2 separate regions of the Anas platyrhynchos genome follow, and region 2 is linked to region 1. A link is a contact called in public Hi-C data. All regions are on one chromosome and are shown on one strand. The core of a region is the stretch at or near the end of the contact, and the rest is flanking DNA. Distances in the headings are between cores, read along the strand shown. Region 1 holds the start of UBASH3B (ubiquitin associated and SH3 domain containing B). Region 2 overlaps UBASH3B (ubiquitin associated and SH3 domain containing B).

The links. A called contact is a pair of places that touch in the nucleus more often than the background predicts.
Region 2: a Hi-C map of subcutaneous adipose tissue shows a contact between it and region 1, with 2.6 times the contacts expected there. The contact joins the enhancer-like site here to the promoter of UBASH3B in region 1. A contact is called at or near these places in 5 of 8 Hi-C or Micro-C datasets (F1 follicle, liver, skeletal muscle and 1 more).

The regions. Positions count from the first base shown.
Region 1 is chr25:7,470,283-7,473,960 of IASCAAS_PekinDuck_T2T, reverse strand. It overlaps UBASH3B (ubiquitin associated and SH3 domain containing B), which reads right to left and starts at 1,561. Exons shown (of 14, transcript XM_027444139.3): 1 at 1,035-1,561. The coding sequence starts at 1,195.
Region 2 is chr25:7,503,501-7,507,260 of IASCAAS_PekinDuck_T2T, reverse strand. The region is part of intron 1 of UBASH3B (ubiquitin associated and SH3 domain containing B); the gene reads right to left. All of the region lies in intron 5 of BSX (brain specific homeobox), which reads left to right. Among named protein-coding and RNA genes, the nearest start is that of UBASH3B, 33 kb to the right of the region's middle. Within about 2 kb of position 1,905, at least 2 of the 8 cell types and tissues checked have an H3K27ac peak or open chromatin away from gene starts, as enhancers often do. A contact at or near this core is called in subcutaneous adipose tissue, where this site is marked.

The sequences.
Region 1 (3,678 bases), core at 312-2,811:
GACATTGTTCCTCAGCGAACGGTGAGGCGAGCCCAGGGCTGACGGTCAGCCTCGATGGCACTGTCGTACAGGTGAGGACGAGTTTCATTCATAGCACCAGGCTGCTTTTTCCCTCTAGCTACTCTGAAAGGTGCCCGTCTGTCTCTCCAAACAAGCGCAGAGCGTGAAGCCACCAGGCTCTTACCATCTTCATTTGCAGGCATCATGTATAAAAGTTAAATGTCTGTACGTAACTACAGATCACCGACAGACTTAAGGAGCGTAAGTAGGACAAGGGGAAACACACAGGGGATTTTCTGGATGTGCCAGTGGCAGTCTGACATCTCTCCCTAGACCTGCATGTGCGTGTCCCTGTATTTATGGAAAAACACAGCAGCGAGGCTGAAAAGCCACCGAGTTCTGACTGGTATCAGCAACAAAAGGGAAACTTAGATCAGGAAACCTCCAAATGCCGGCTGGCTGCATTTGCATCCTAAAGCCCACGGTCCCGCTTCAGGAGTCACCACGCTCCAAACTGAACCATTAGGAAGTTACCCGTAGGTTGCTGCCTAATTCATTTCCAGCATAAGCACACGCAGGGCGATTACACCGGGGCATTTCTCAGCTGGACAAGACCAAACCTAATGCTCTGCACTCCTGAAATTCCCTTCTGTCCCCCTTTCTTTCGGAAAGATCAACTCGTGCGTGGATTCAGGAGGATCTCCCGGGTGACCGAGTTTCGCCCCGGCGACAGCACCGAGCGCAGGAACGCCGGGCTTTGATTTCAGCTTGGGGAGGGGAGGGGGGGTGTCCGGAAAATCGCCTTTATGGCGACCCCAGGCTTTGCCGGGGGGGCACCTGCCGCCCCCGGGACCCCGCAACCTCCCCGTGTTCCGTGTCCCCGGGGCGGCTCCGGGAGCGCATCCCCGGCTGTCCCCGGCCCCTTGGAGCCGCGCATCCCCCTCCGCGGCCGCGCATCCCTCAACCACCCCAAAACGAGACGAGAGGAGGGCGGGGGGGGGGAAGAATAAGCAAGAGACCGAGCCGCCACTTACGCCCGGGCTTTGGGGAAGCCCATGGAGAGCAGGATCTCCAGCGACGAGCCATGTTTGATGGTCCCCGCGCGGTGCTGCCGGTTCCGCCGGGGGATGACTTTGCTGTACAGCTCCTCTTTGGCAGCCATGGCGTGCGGGGCGGGCTGCCCGCGCTGGGCCATCACGCAGCCATCGCCACCCGCGCAGGGCCATGCACACCCGCAGCGCCCCGCCGGGGGCCGCGGCCGGGGCAGGGCCGAGGGGCTGAGCCCTCCTCCGCTCTTTTCTCCCTTCCCCTCCGCTCCTCTCCCTTCCCCTCCGCTCCTCTCCCTTCCCCTCCGCTCTTTTCCGCTCCCCTCCGCTCCTCTCCGCGCCCCCGAGCCCCGCCGCCGCCTCCGCCGCCCGTGCGCGCCCCGCGCAAAAGCCGCGCAGAGCCCCCGCGGCCGCTCGGAGGCTCCGCAGGAGGCCCCGAGAACCCCCCCCCCGCCGCCGCCCCCGCTCTTAAAGCCGCCTCCGGGGCGGGCGGGCGCGGCCCCGGCACCGGGCTGGAGCCGGCTGCTGGAGGAGAGCCCCAAAAGGGGGCTTTAAGGGGGGCGCAGCGCAGCCCCCGCTCCCCCTCGGCGCTCCGGGGATGCGCTGGGAGAGGGGCAGGGTGCGCGGCCAGCGAGGTCGCAGCCGGAGCAGGGAGGGGAAGGGCAGGCTGGTGTTGAAAAAAGCAAGGAGGACGCGCACACGAGCCCATGTTTTTGTTTGTTTTGGTGTTTTATTGAAATTTATTTTTTTTATTTTTTTCTAAAGCTCGGCACAGGATTGCCCTAATGGAGGGGAGGTCGGGCACCCTGCACAGCACTGGGGCTCCAGGGGCTCAGTGTGCAGCTTGGCACGGCTTTGAAATGGTAGCACCGGTGGTTAAACTACACCTACTTAGAGGCAAAAGAGTCGCGCTCCAGATTTTCCACCTCCATCCTGCCTTTCTGCATCCTCCTCGGCCCTCTCCAGGCCACCACGCGGAATATATGGCCTGAAAGCTCTCCAGTTGCAGGGCAGGGACTGCTCTGCCCCGGTTAAAGCCCGCCGGGACACAGCTCTGCTCCTCTCCCCGCTGCCCTCCCACACAAAAGCTGCGTGTTCCTCCGGGCTGGGTGGGACTGACGCTGCTGCCTCCCTGGTTGCATTTCGGTTCAGATCACGGGTTGATGTGGTTGAGTTCAAACCCAGGGGTTTACACGTGTGCTCTCCTGGCAAGAGACATCCTCCTGCTCTCGCCTCTCCTTTGTGTGCCTCCTGCCATCCCCTCCTGCCTCTGCTGCAGCACACAGCCCCCTGCCATCCCTCCTTTGGACAGACAAGCACATCACCCCCTCATCTCCCCAGAGCAGGCCCAGCTCGCAGGGCTGTAGAGAACAGCTTGAAATCCCATCCCTGCACATAAATAAAAACAATCAAGAGGCCCCGCTTTAAAACACGGTAGTTTATGTTGGGGAAGGAAGCAATGCTGGCGACGACAAGCCTAGCACCGCGATTATTAGCATCAGGGAAAACAAACAGCCCGCTCCCATTTTGTTGTGTCGGAGGCAGGAACGTTCTCTCGCAGCTCTGGGCTTGTTCCCCTCCTGTGCTGCAGCGGATCTGTGCTCAGGACTTCTTTCTGCTGCCTTCCCCAGAGGTGCAGGGAGGGCAGAGGTCGCTGTGAATTCCCCTGGTGTTGCTGAGACACTTCTTCTTTCCTTTGCCCCCGCTATAAAGTCGGTGGGTGAAAGCAAGGAGCATGCAGCTTCCAAGGACTTTGCCCAGATCCAAACCCCTTTCCTTTAGCTGCTACAGATTTGTATGATCAATTAAAAAAATCACTTTCTACAAGCTAAAGTATTGAAATTCTGTTGGTTGGGCCTGAAGATGAATTGCCACAGGTAACCCCACGGGAAGCATCAGCAATGCTACAAGACACGAGAAGGAAAAGAAATAAGATGTTTGCACACCTAGGCTAGCCGAGTGCATCGCTGTGGTTAGTCCACCAGGTAAAGTTGCTGCACACCTGATGGAAATGGTTTTTTTTTGGGCCTGCTGAGAACCACCTCTGGTCGTTGTGACTTTAGTGAGTGCCTCTGCGTTGGATCTGGCTGAGCTTTTCTGCATTAGAATGCGTTCGGTGAGACAATGCTGCCTCCCACTTTTTTCTTTTTTTTTGATTGAAAGCTGAAAATGAAAGCTGTCTTAGTGATGAAATAGGAAAAAAAGTGAAAAAAAAAGTGGAAAGCAGATTAAAAAAGAGAAACACCTGGAAAATTGAGTTGCAGTCACCTAGAAGAAGAATACTTTGCGTGAAAAAATGGAAAGGCGTGAAAACGCTGTGCATATAAGCAAACTGCAATGTGTGGTTTATTTTAAAATACTGTCAGGTTTTTACACAAGACCTTTTTTTTTCATGTGGCCTTCCCTCTGCTGGCCTGAACCTAGCGATCAGTCTGGGTGCTTAACTGGGTGCTGTTAATCATTTTCCCGACTTCAAGGCAAGAGCTTCCGGGTGCCCTGAGCTGGGCGCGTGTGCCAGTCCCTGTGGCGACAGGCTGCTGGGGGCTCTCTCTGCTCTTCTTTTACTCATTTCCTCGGTGAAACACAAATATTAGCCCTTTACCCACAGGAGAAGGCATTCTTAGGGCATTCT
Region 2 (3,760 bases), core at 656-3,155, 33 kb before region 1:
GTGCTTCCCTTCCTCCTCCTTCCTGAGCCGTGCCTGCTTACTCCCAGCCATTGAGTGCCGAGCTCTGGTAATAGGAAAGAGAGAGAAATGGGAAACCCCACCAGAAATCAGTTTGGGAAAAGCGCTGCTATGTATTTCTAGTTTCCATCACTTAAAATGTTCTTTCTTTCAGAGGAGAGGCCAGCTGGCAAGCTGCAGGCTGACCACACGACGCTGACAATTATTTTTAAGTGCAGAGAGCGGGGGCCTGGCTGGCTGTGTCTGTTTGGTTTTTTAAGCTGTGTAAGATTTTGAAGGTGGATTTTTTAGCACATGTGCACTAAGTCATTCCCTTAATCCTCTGCTTAGGCAGCTTGTTAAAGCACAAGGAGAGGGAAGTACAGACTCGTAAAAAGTGTCCGGGATAAAGACAGGAATGTAGCAGCCATTTAACATTTTTCAAGAGATACACAGTTTAGAAAGGAAACAGGATATTATTTTCTTTAAAACAATAACAGCACAGCTTTTAAGTGAGGCACAGGCTCGGCCATGCAGTCGCCAGCCACCCCACCAGGTCCCATCGGAGGGACAGGGCTGGCTCGAATCGGTCACACACCGTCACCTCCTGCTAGTCCTAGGGCAGCTCCAGGTACAAAAAGTTGCCCTAAGTTTTCTCCCACCTCAGCTGGGAGATTGAGGAAAGTGCAGCTTTTTGGTGCAGAGCAAGCACTGGGAAAAGGGTGTAGGGATGATAAAGACAGGCAATGGCTGCTGCTCTTAAAGGGTTGCAGAACTGCGAGGCTTAACAAAATAATCAAATACAGAATCAGAAATAATCAGATATTTCGAGTCTAATTCAAAATCATTTGAGAATTTCTATTTGAATCTAAATTCAAATCTAAAGGAAATGAAAATCTAAATGAAACTCAAATCTAAATGAATCTGAATTCAAATAGAAGGTGTTTACAACTGAGTCACATTCAGCAGAGGCTCGTCCCCTTCAAACACCTTGCTTAAATACTCGCCAGGATGCTGCACAATGAGCAAAATGTCATTATTCAAGCACTCTGCGCAGCACAGGGGAGCAGGAACTTTTATCCCAATCCTATTAATACACTTTTAGCTAACCAGGAAGGCGACGTCTTTGTATGGAGCCAAGTTAGAGGTTTGAGTACGCTCAAATGTACCATCTGGAGTTGCAGTGATAGCCAGAAAAGGAAGCAGTTGTCATGCTGATTGGAAATAAATAAGTTCCCTCGCGGTGTTCAAGACAAACACGATGCTTTCTTCTTTCTAACTGCTCTTCCTAAACAGCAACGAGCCGGAGTGAAACAGAGATTTGCAGGGTCTGTTTTCTACATCCCGCTCCTCCCATGGCTGGGGCCTCTTTTCCCCATCCCGGCTGGGTTTTGGGGCAGAGCGTGGATCTGCAGGAGGGGAGGACGGGCCAGGTGGCTGGTGATGGCACATGGTGCTGCTGCTTTGTGAGCACCTGCCTCTCCATCTGTCACCTCGCCTCCCGCTCCGGAGCAGCACAGCTCGCCTTCGGCTGGAAGCACCGGGACCTGCTGCCAAAAAGCTTGGCACGGTGATGGAGAGCACCCCGTACACCCTAATGCATGGAGGTGGGATGCTGAGAGGGAATGAGCTGCCGAATATCACGCAGCAAGTCGTGGAAGGAGGGCATGGTTTTGTTGGGATGCTCTGCTCTGCCCAGGGCTCCCTGCAGAGACGTGTGCTTGCTTTTCTGCCCCCAGTTCCTTCATGCAGTCCCGCTCGACTCCTCTGTACGTAATTTTTTTTTAGTATCATGTCGATCTTTAGGAAGAAGAAAAAAAAAAATGCCACAACTAGCACTTTAAAGTGCCGGTGTTAACATTTTCCAGCTTCTTGGGGTTTCAAAACAGGAAGTTTGGGGGCGGTGCAGTTGCACAATTTGCCAGCAAGCTGCTGTTCTGTGAAGTCGGTGACACTGGGCTGTACCAGGAACTCCAGCCCTGCAGCCACCGAGCCTTCACTTTCTGGGACTAACACTCGGTACGATGCGAGGAGGTTTGGATGTGCTGCTCCCAGGAGTAGGTGGGAGCCTTGTGGTGTCAGCCAGCGGAGAGCTGACACATCCTCTGCAGAGCCAGAGCAAAGCCCAGAGACAAGGGGAAGTTCTCCCAGCCCAACAGAGAGCAGATGGGTGGGGATAATGCAGGCCAACGCCAGCATGGTATAGCTAAAGACTGAAAACCAAGCTTTGAGCTACTCGCTTTGGGTCTTGGGATGAAGCTTGAGATGCAAACTTCTTGCTAGACCAGAGTTCAGGTCTGTGTGTCGTGCACATCCTCAAAGGGGGAGTCTGAAGGTCCTTCTGAACGTGCTGACTTGACAAAACAGAGGTTGGTAGCGTACCAGCCACCTATGTGCAAGCAACAAGCACCCCGATTTTTGTTCAAAGGCAGTGGAGCATCAGCTTGGGGCCTGCAGAGCCAAATTCACTCTTTCAGTCCCTTTCCATCTTGGTAGACGGAGGAAAATACACCACAATTAAACCCCTCTGGGGGCTCCACGGCAAGGCTTCACGGGACCATGTGTAATAAACCCCTAACGATGATCACTGTGTGAGATGGGCTAATTTTCTACTAAAAGGAAAGGCAGCTGTTTTTCTTTTTTTTTCGTGAGCTCTGTCTGATGGGGGGATCCTACCTGTTGTGTGCACCACTGGACCCGCAGCTTTGCTGAGAAGGCAAAGCCCAGGGACAGAAAACGAGAAGTAGATGCCCAGCGAGAAGCTAACCAGAATCCCACACCTAAAATAGCCTCACGCAAAGCAACGAGAAGGAAGTCTAAGAAATTAAGGAAGGTGGAAGGAAGAAGGGTGGGGTGCTGAGATAGTTGGGTTAAAGGCAAAAAGAGACGCTCAAAATAGCCTCCTGCTCTAGACGGCTCTGTTCAGGAATTTTTTAAAGCTCGGTTGTTTTCAATAGCACAACTATTTCACAATGTTTCAAGCAAGTTTTCCTTGCCTGCTGTTTCTTGCCACCAAGGTAGGTCCAAGTCAGGCCACTATTGGGGTGGAAACCCGGGTGAGAAGCCTGAGGTGCTGTAGGACGTGGGGGAAAGGAGGGGTGATGGAGCAGAGAGTGAGGCACACTTGCCACTGACTCAGGGCTGAAACAGCCCCCAGGTGGGGCTGGGAGCACCATGGTGCTCGAGGCTCCATCCTTGGGTGAGACATCACGCAGAGGTCTCCGTCTCTGGCCTCGGAGAGTTTGAAGTGTGCGGTTAAAGCAGTAACTGAGGCTAATGTCAAAGTTTCCATCAGAAAGAAAAAAAAATAGCAAGATCTGGTCTGAATTTCAATGTGGGTAACTGTAGTGGGTCTCAAAACGTGTAGTCCTCAAAACATGTAGTCCCCAGCTAGAGCGAGTCTCTGCTGGATTTCAAGTGAAGCTGTACCTAGCGCTGTGATGGAGGTTTTGGTTTGCCTGTTCAACTTCTTGTTGTCAGAGGAGCAAATTTAGGCAAATGTGGATGCTTTTGAGAGTCCTGCACACCAAAGTAAGGTGGGATACCTGAATCAGAATGAGGTATCGCTGTGTTAACCTCTGCCTTATCTCACTTTACCAACTTCAGGTGTCAGAAGCGATAAAAGTGAGCAGTGTAATTATTTTGCCGTTACAGTATCAGTTACAATGAGAAGTTATAAACTCCCAGCAGGACTATTATATCAGATTATGTATTAAAAATTCCCTGTCGTGTCCAGATAAATGATCTGGAATTTGTACAGAAG